Regions from separate parts of the Columba livia genome. Here region 1 is linked to region 2. A link is a contact called in public Hi-C data. All regions are on one chromosome and are shown on one strand. Each heading gives the region's core, a stretch centred on a gene start, on an enhancer-like site or on the middle of the called end of the contact. The rest is flanking DNA. Distances are from core to core; before and after follow the strand shown. Region 1 overlaps JAZF1 (JAZF zinc finger 1). Region 2 holds the start of HOXA13 (homeobox A13).

Region 1 (3,936 bases), core at 1,185-3,684, 370 kb before region 2:
GTTTGGAGGACCCAACTGTAGATGCCTTTGTATGGGCCTCATGTTCAGAGAACATTCCAGCTACTGGGATTCAGTGAATATGTAGAGATTTGTCTCAGGTTCCAGTCGTGGTTGAAACAGCTATAAACACTGTGAGAGAGGAGCTGGGCCTCGGTGTGGGAGGAAATGGGTCACAGAGGAAAATGAAGATGAGAGGGGGGAATTGCAGAAGACACAGAAGGAGCTGGTGTTTATTGCAGTAGGAAGTTGGAGGAAGTGGTTTGCATGTCCTTAAGAAATCCAGATTCATTAACTCTGTTCTTTACATATCTTTTTAATTTAAACTGGATGGGTAGTGAACTCATCATTAGGGAATGATGTTGTGACAAATAGCTTTTAGGTTTTTGCACAGTTCAAGTCCTTTCCTTTTCTCCAATGTATCATCGAAATCGTTCCCATGGTGTACTTCCAGCCCAATGTCTGAATTAGTATATGGGAACAGGCAATGGAAAGGCTTGTCATGCAAAAAAAATTATTTGAGGAATATTTGGAGAGAGTCTGTGATGAGGCAAGTCAGCCTGAAGTTGTCATCACTTTCGTTTGGCATAAGCCGGTGCTGCTGCAGAAAGGGATGATTGCCTCTCCCTGCTCAGGATGCCTGTTCCCTTTGTGTGCTGTCTTTCTGCATCTGACGTGGTTTTGGTTGGGTTCACTTTCACTTGGACCAGACCCATGTTCCAGCTTGCCCACAAGTGCGCAAACACTTCTGCTGGGAGGAGACGATGGTGAGAACAGGCAGGTTGGTGTGGAAAGAAAGGTGGAACTGGCTGCCTTGTCTGACGGCAGCGGGGAGTTACGCCAGGCAGGGCCATTGCGAAACCGTCACCTCTGCAGGGACAGTGGGAGAGTTGGAGACTGGGTCCAAGAGGATTGGTAAAGAGCAAGAATGAGCAATAACATTTCTAAGTGTTTCTCAGAACCGTTAAAAAAAACATGTCATGTCACTTTTTCAATAGTTATTCAGTAATTATGGTGTTATTGACTTCTGACATCTAATATTGATAACATAATAATGGGCCTTTCCCCCTTCCCTCTTTTTGTTTCTAAGTTTTAATTTTACTGGGCCCCATTAGGGCACTCCTTTAATATTTTGGACCGTTGCACTTCGGGGCACAAACCTCTGTTAAAAGATATGCCTTGCGCTGGGAGCTGAGCACCTTGTGTAAACCACAGTGCCGAGGGGGGTGTGGGAGACACATAAAAGACACTTGGTACATCCATATGGGGTCACCATCAGGAGTTAGACAGAGACTTCCTTTAGTTTCTCCTGAGATAAACTAGTTTGAAATAGGTGATGTCCAGGAAAAATAAGTAATATCTGCAGATCTCTTACCTGGATCCAAGGCATACTTGACAAAGAGGCTGACTTTTCAGAAAAAACAAATATTAAATTCAGGATTAGCTTTGAAATGCAGGCAAGCAAACTTCATCATATTTGCAGTCCTAAACATATTGCAGAGAAGTGCTCTGCAGTTTTTAATGTCACTAACCAAAATACAAAGACTGAATTGTGGTAGAACAAGATACTAGCAGAACACTTCAGTTAGTGTTACTCATTCTATATTTCCAGACCCATAACGCGATTCTGGTCATGGTGCAGATGTCTGTTTTCCACTCCTGGTAACAGACAGTTTACTGATGGGACAACCATCAGATGCTGGATGTTTTCCTCACCTGGGGGAGATTTTGTGTGGCCTGATGCCTTCTCCGGTAGCAGCCCCATGTTACAGTGACACTGCATCTGCAGGGACTGAGTTTGGGACCTGATGTTGTTAAAAATTTCATTAGCTTTGGCTGCTTCAGTATGAAAAAAAAGGCAGGACCGTCAGCTGGGAGGCATTTGTAAAATCCAAAGTTTCCACAATTTAACCTTATGGAAAGACAGAGTTACAGTGCAAGAATAGCTTACAAGGGCATGTAAGTTTGCAATTTTCTTACTGAAAGGCAATGTGGAAAAATGTAAGACTGGGTGCTGAACCCTATACCCTGTTTTCAGCTCTTCTTGAGTAACTTTCTGCAAGTGTTCATCTCCTCTCATTTGCAAAGCAGAATGCCAGTTATCATGAGGCCTTGGCGGATAATAAAGATGCTGAAGAATGAAACAAACATAAAACTAACATAGTGCATAAAAGTAGCTTGTTTTTTCCAGATTTAGCCATGAAATTGCAGAAAGGCTGTTTAGAACTAGAGGGGTTGTTATGTTATAAGATGCTCCTGAGAAGTGAAAATGGGGAGGACAGAGGGAGGCTGAGGCTGTGCTCTTACCTCTCCCATGTGCACTAGCTGAGGGAGTTTACATGAGGAATATATAACTTATCCTGTAAAGCTGTTTCTCCTTACTTTCTGTAGAAGTACCTTAGGAATCTTTAAAGATAAACATGTGTGGGGGGTTTAAAATCAGTTTTGATTTATCCAGCCCGATTGCCTGGGCACTGGGGAGAGCTCTGTCGTGCTTTTGGGTAAGTGGAGGACCATGTCAACAAGTGGAAAAGGAACGTGGGACCTGAAAACGGATATACGATTGCCTAGTTCCAGATGCAGTTTATAACATATGAGAATAATCAAGCCCTGAAAGGGTAGAAGTAGAACAAGAGGTCCCCTTGCATTCTTTACAGAAATCTGTTGTTAGCGTGATCTTTTGCGCATAAATAGCTGAGGGGTTCTAGACGGGAAGCCTGCTACTTAAGAGCCAAATAAAATCTGTTGTAGTGGATTAGGATAAAACGTACTAAGAACAGCCCCTGTTAGAATCATGTTTATTTCTCATTAGTGTGTAAATTGCAAAGGATTGTCAGCAATAAACTTGGAATTAGTTTGATAAAAGGCATCTTCTACAACTCGTGAAATCTAATAAAATTCATTAATATGCCATGGTCCAAGATTTTCTATAAAGGTTAAGAAAAATATGGCTAAACCTAAATAAAATATTATTAATCATGTGTTTATTCTAGACTTAAGCCATGTTAGCAATTATATTTTCACTTCCTTGTTCAGTAGTTGCAAATAGACCAAAAAATATTGGCAGAAGACTGAACCTTAATTGAAAATAGATACCCTTAATCTTAGAAAAGACCTGAAGAAAATATGTTTAACTGTTAAATATATAAATTAGCCCGTTACCATTAGGAAGAGAAATCAAATTATTCTTTTCAGATTCTGTTATGACCTTGCAGTAAAATGTATAATTTTAAGCACTGCAGAAACTGTTTGTACAGTGCAAGTCATTGCCTTGAAGGCCAAGGAATTTCCTGAAAGAGCTTGTTATTTGGGCAGTAATTATGTTGCCATTGAAGGTGGTGAGTTGGCTGGTGTAGACTTTGTCTTCTTGGCTTTTAGAAGTGAATAGCAGTGGTTTTCTAGATAAGAAGTTCTCTACTGAGGAGCCAGAGGAAACCTAGAACTGTATAAATAAATGAGGAAAAGGCATCTGGTTTTATGAAGGCAATATAAAAGTACACAGGTGTGTGTGTTAGGCGAGCAGCCACACCCCAGAACTCACTCAATTTGCTGTGAAAAATTAATGAAATAGTGTGCAAGTCATCCCAGAGGCTGGTTGGAATTGCTTGTTTTAACGTGGTGTTGCCTTCCCCTGCCATGTTTCTGCAGCACAGTTGGAGAACGTTCCCAGTTGAGTTCAACAAGTGGGAAAGAGAGATTTAGGTGCTTTCTTGTACTGCAGTTTCGCCTGTAAGTAAATACAATAGAAACTAGTTTTGTTTGAAATATCAACAGAGGTTTCCTCCAGCAAACACGAAGTTAGTTGCTTCTTGCTCTGAACTGGCATCTCTCACACTGTAAGAGGCATTGCCCCTGTTTCACTGGTGTATGCGAGGAGAAGCTCAGAATTTGACTGATTTGGCTTAACCTTTATACCAAAATTTCGAACTAGTCCTTTTT
Region 2 (4,361 bases), core at 1,345-3,844:
AAAACGAACTCAGAAATGTTTATCTCAATCCTTGATGTTTTAGAAATTGTGGAAGAAAACAGCGGTGACAGTGCTGCTCCAAATTAACCTTCTGGCAGGTAAATTTCATTTGCTCATGAAAATCAAATTCGATTAAGGCTCTTGCCCCTGCTATCACTTTACTCCCGCGTCTTCCAAGACTCTTGGGCTGTGCAAGATGGAGATTATTATTAATAACTGAGATGACCCTCTAGCCCCTCCATTATCAGCTAAGATATTTTAGCGGGTTTAGAGCGATTTAACTCTGTGGCAAACATATATGTACAACACTCAGCCACGGATTTGTGTTTTTTTCGTGTTCATTAATTAGCTCGAAGCAGTGGATGAAAAAGTAAGAGTGGATTACCCTGGGCGACGGGTTTTTTTTCTGTATTTGTATGACTGTGATTATCCTACAAGGAATCCGAATTCCTCTCGGTCAGGCATTCCCGTGCAGGGCTCCGGAGAGTGCCTCTTTGTGTTATCACACAAAGTCTGGCTTGGGAAAAAAGCCTTCTAGGTACTCTGCCGACAAACTCCATATTTGCAAAACCTGACATTCAGCTGAAAGGACTTTTGGTTTCCCTAAGAAAATATAAATTTTAAGGCCTCTTCAGTAAAATAAGTGGCCGTATTCCTATCACATGGGGACATTTACAAATAATTTACACTTTCTCGTTTAAGGCCAAAATCCTACAGTCCTCACTGCGGCAAGACTACCTTTGGTTTCCTGGTGTCAGGAGCACACAGTTGCTTGGTTCAAAGCACTTGTAAGGGCCAAATTCTGCCCTTGCTTACACCTGCGGAGTGGGCTAAATGCATCTGATCGCTCTCAGTGCAGCCAAGAGAAGCAAATGCCACTAAAAGATTTTGTAATACCTGAAATAGGCATGGCCGTGCATTGCGAGGGGTGACTGCCCCCGAACAGGAAAACCAGATAGAAATTGCCTAGCTCTGAAAGGCTTCAACACGTTTTAAAATCCTCCTACTGAACATGGTTGTTCATCCTCTTGCTCCCCAAGGAATTAATACTCGTTTTAGGGGAAACGATTTTATAGATGTGTTTCTCTCAAAAATATTTTACATGCTATATAAATGCAAAGCAGTTTGGAGGTTTGCATCAAATCTCTTAGAAAATGTTGTGGCTTTACTATACGTTTGGATTTGCTGTATCCTATGTTTATTTCCCATGAAAGAGACAAAAATCTTGGAAGAAGCATCGACTGGTCTGTCGGTCGCGTGCATGGAAGCATTCAATTAGCAAGTTAGTTTTCCAAAAAGAAGCTTTTATAGAGCTTGCCCAAGCGAATCAGTGGCGCTGAGTAAACTCTTTCTTAGTTTTGCTTAATTTATCTACCGCATCCCAAGCCTTAAACTGTAAAAAATAAAAGCTCCTCCACAATTGGTAAGGAGCAGTATATGTTCAAGGCTGAGGGGTAAGTTCGGGCATATTTTTATCCCTGGTGTTCATTACAGGGTCCATGATTTTCGAAGAACATCTGTTCTGCTCGATGCTTTCAGCCCTCACGGTTCCGTTATAATATCTAATCGGAGATACCTATTAAGGCAGGAAGCTGGGGAATGAAAACTGGGTATTGGGGCGGAGGGAGAGAAAATAGTTGACGAGGTTTTCCTCCTCTCTCGATGTCGATAGTTCGTTAAATTCAGTCAAACTCGGAAAGCAAAACAAAGGCGTAAATTCGCGTGTCCGGTAATAACCATTTTTCTGCTGCTGCATACGCACCCTGCAGATGCCATTTTGCCTATTTTGAGGAAACGGTCCCATTCTCTGATTCCCACCCACATCATGGCAAACAGGGGAAGGGGATAGTTGTATCACTGCTCCTATCAGCAGTGAAAAGCACGGCCCTCTTCCCTCATGATTAAACAGAGCTCTAGAGCGAGAGAGAGATGGAGAGAAGGGAGAAAAGAGAGCTCTTTAATCTGATCTCCCTTTCGCACACAGGGCTGGAACAGCCCCAAGCGGGTAAACAAAACAAAAAAACAACCAGCAAAAACTCAGCCGACCGGATACACGCCCCCCCTCCTCCCCTCTTTTGCTCCCCTCCCAACCTTCCACCACTTGTATAGTTTGTACTGGGGCTGAAATCTATAGTTTCACATGGCTTCTCCCTCCTTATGGAAAGGGGTTTGAAAAGTAGATGCATGGCAGCGAGAAACGCTCCACGGCTGAGGGAGAGTTTGGAGAGGGGAGCGGACTGGGGAGGGGGGGAGAGGTGAGTGGGGAGATTAGTGGTCTCATGGCTACCCGCTTTTTAGCAAATCAGACAGATCTTCGGACTGTGAATGACAGTTCTCACATTGGCTAGACTGCAACTTTCAACTTGACCTTGGCCTCTAGCCGTTTCTAACCCGTATGTAAAACAGAGCTGCCCCATAGAGCTGCTTTCCCTTCCCCCCTCTCCCCCCCACCCCGCCCCGCTGCAATGCGATTTTCAGAAGCAGCCACGAGAAACTAGAGGGAAACAAATCGACCCAATTCATGCCAGTAGAGCAATGTTTGGCCGGGGGAATCTACAGGTTTCAAAACTGGAGCTTGAAAGAAAAGGAAAAATATGCGGGGAATAAATATTTGCTTTTGGGCATGAGGAAGAATGCGGAAAAGAGTATGCGAAGTCAAAATGGGAACTCTTTATTGGCTACAACGAAGGAAAAAAGCGGGTAAAATGTTGCCAAATTATCAGGGGAATGACAGCGACTTCAGGTATCCCAACCCATCGCACGGCAAAAAGCACCTTGAAAAAAATCCATGGGCGCCAAAAGGCTGTTTCTCATGGTTGGCAGCTCTGCGCTAGGCAAGGAAAAGCCTGCTCGGTAACAATGTACGTCCCGGGACTGCTCTGCGCTTGTAGCCATGCGGGCAAAACAATGCTACAACGTCAATAGGAAGCACAATAGGATAATAAATACGCCGAGCTGTCAGGCGCAAAACAAAGCAACATGCAATTGCAAAAAAAAAAAAAAAAAAAAAAAAATACAAAACACCAAAAAATTAGTTTTCAGGATGGAAGTATTTGGGGCTGTTTTGTCCACAGGCGTGAGGACTGAGCGCTGCTAACGATGAGACGAACGCTGCTTTAGGTCAAGTTTATTGATAGAGCGTTTTGAGCTCAAGGTTGTGCGCGAATAGCTTCAAGGTTGTGTGCGAATAGCTGAATGCTGGAGGGAAACGCATCCGCGCCGCTGAGAGGTGCGTGGAATATTAAAAATGTAAATTATTTTGCCCAGTGAAAAATTATAACATTTATCATTAAAAGGGAATACGATTGTTTTTCCTAGCTTTCACTTGCAGAGAAGTAAAACCTAAAAAAAACCAAAACCAAAAACAAAAACAAAAACAAACAACAAAACCAGCCAAAATACATTTCTCAGCACAAAAAAGCACCGTGGGTCCATATGCACACTGTACAAGCCAACGTGATATTTTACAGCCAAAGAAGATTCAAGACGAATTGTAGGCCCCGGGGTTTACTATTATAGCAACAAATAATACAGCGGAATCGCGATGGAGATCCGATTAACCGTCCCTCTCCCCGAGCCTATCCTGAAAGGTAATAACAAATAAAATCGGGATTTCCTGATCTTTTCCTCTTATCTGACTCCTGAGGCTTTGTGGCGAGAGGAGCGAGATGGGTCCTGGGCTTTCAACGGGCAGGAAGGAAGGAGGAAAACACCCAGAAAGGACCCCGTGAGACTCCTCTTCGAGACCTTTATCAGGCCCGGCAGTTTGCGGCGGGCTCCCCGCGCCACCCGGCCGGGGCCCCGCCAGCGCTCCCCGGGGAGAGGCGGCGGTTCAAACCGGGGGAGGAAGAGGGTCAAGGGGGTGCGGCTTATCTCTCCCCGGAGATGAGGGGAGGCCTCCGAGACTTCCGTGGCGCTCGGGGCCCGAGGAAAGCAGCGCAGGGGAGAAATCAGGCGGGGTGCCGGGGGGGAGCCCCGCACCTCGGGGAACGCGCCGCGGCAACAACGGGACCAAAATGCTCACGTCTCGGTGGCGAGGGGAGGGAGGGCCGGAGGGACGAAGGAGGGAGGAGGGAGGAGAGAGGGAGAGAGGGCGGACGGGCGGCCCCCCCGCAGCGCCCTCGCCCCGCGCGGCGGCGGCAGGACTGCGCCGTGCCCGCGCCCGTGCCCGCGCCCCCGGGCCGGGACCCGGCCCCGCGCGGTTATTGCATTATTTAATTATCTCCACTTTATTCCTTCAGATGTTTATCAGCTGCTTTGCATATCACGTGGGGGCGGGCGGCCCAATGAGGGCCGGCCTGGCGCGACACTGGCGCGTCAGCCTTGGTCAAGTCCCGGAGGTTGAGTATCTCTTTTTTCAG

The links. A called contact is a pair of places that touch in the nucleus more often than the background predicts.
Region 1: a Hi-C map of crop shows a contact between it and region 2, with 4 times the contacts expected there. The contact joins the enhancer-like site here to the promoter of HOXA13 in region 2.

What each region holds. Positions count from the first base shown.
Region 1 is chr2:36,753,674-36,757,609 of bColLiv1.pat.W.v2, reverse strand. The region is part of intron 2 of JAZF1 (JAZF zinc finger 1); the gene reads left to right. Among named protein-coding and RNA genes, the nearest start is that of TAX1BP1, 120 kb to the right of the region's middle. Within about 2 kb of position 2,434, at least 1 of the 3 cell types and tissues checked has an H3K27ac peak away from gene starts, as active enhancers do.
Region 2 is chr2:36,379,634-36,383,994 of bColLiv1.pat.W.v2, reverse strand. HOXA13 (homeobox A13) reads left to right here and starts at 2,594. Exons shown (of 2, transcript XM_065051395.1): 1 at 2,594-4,361.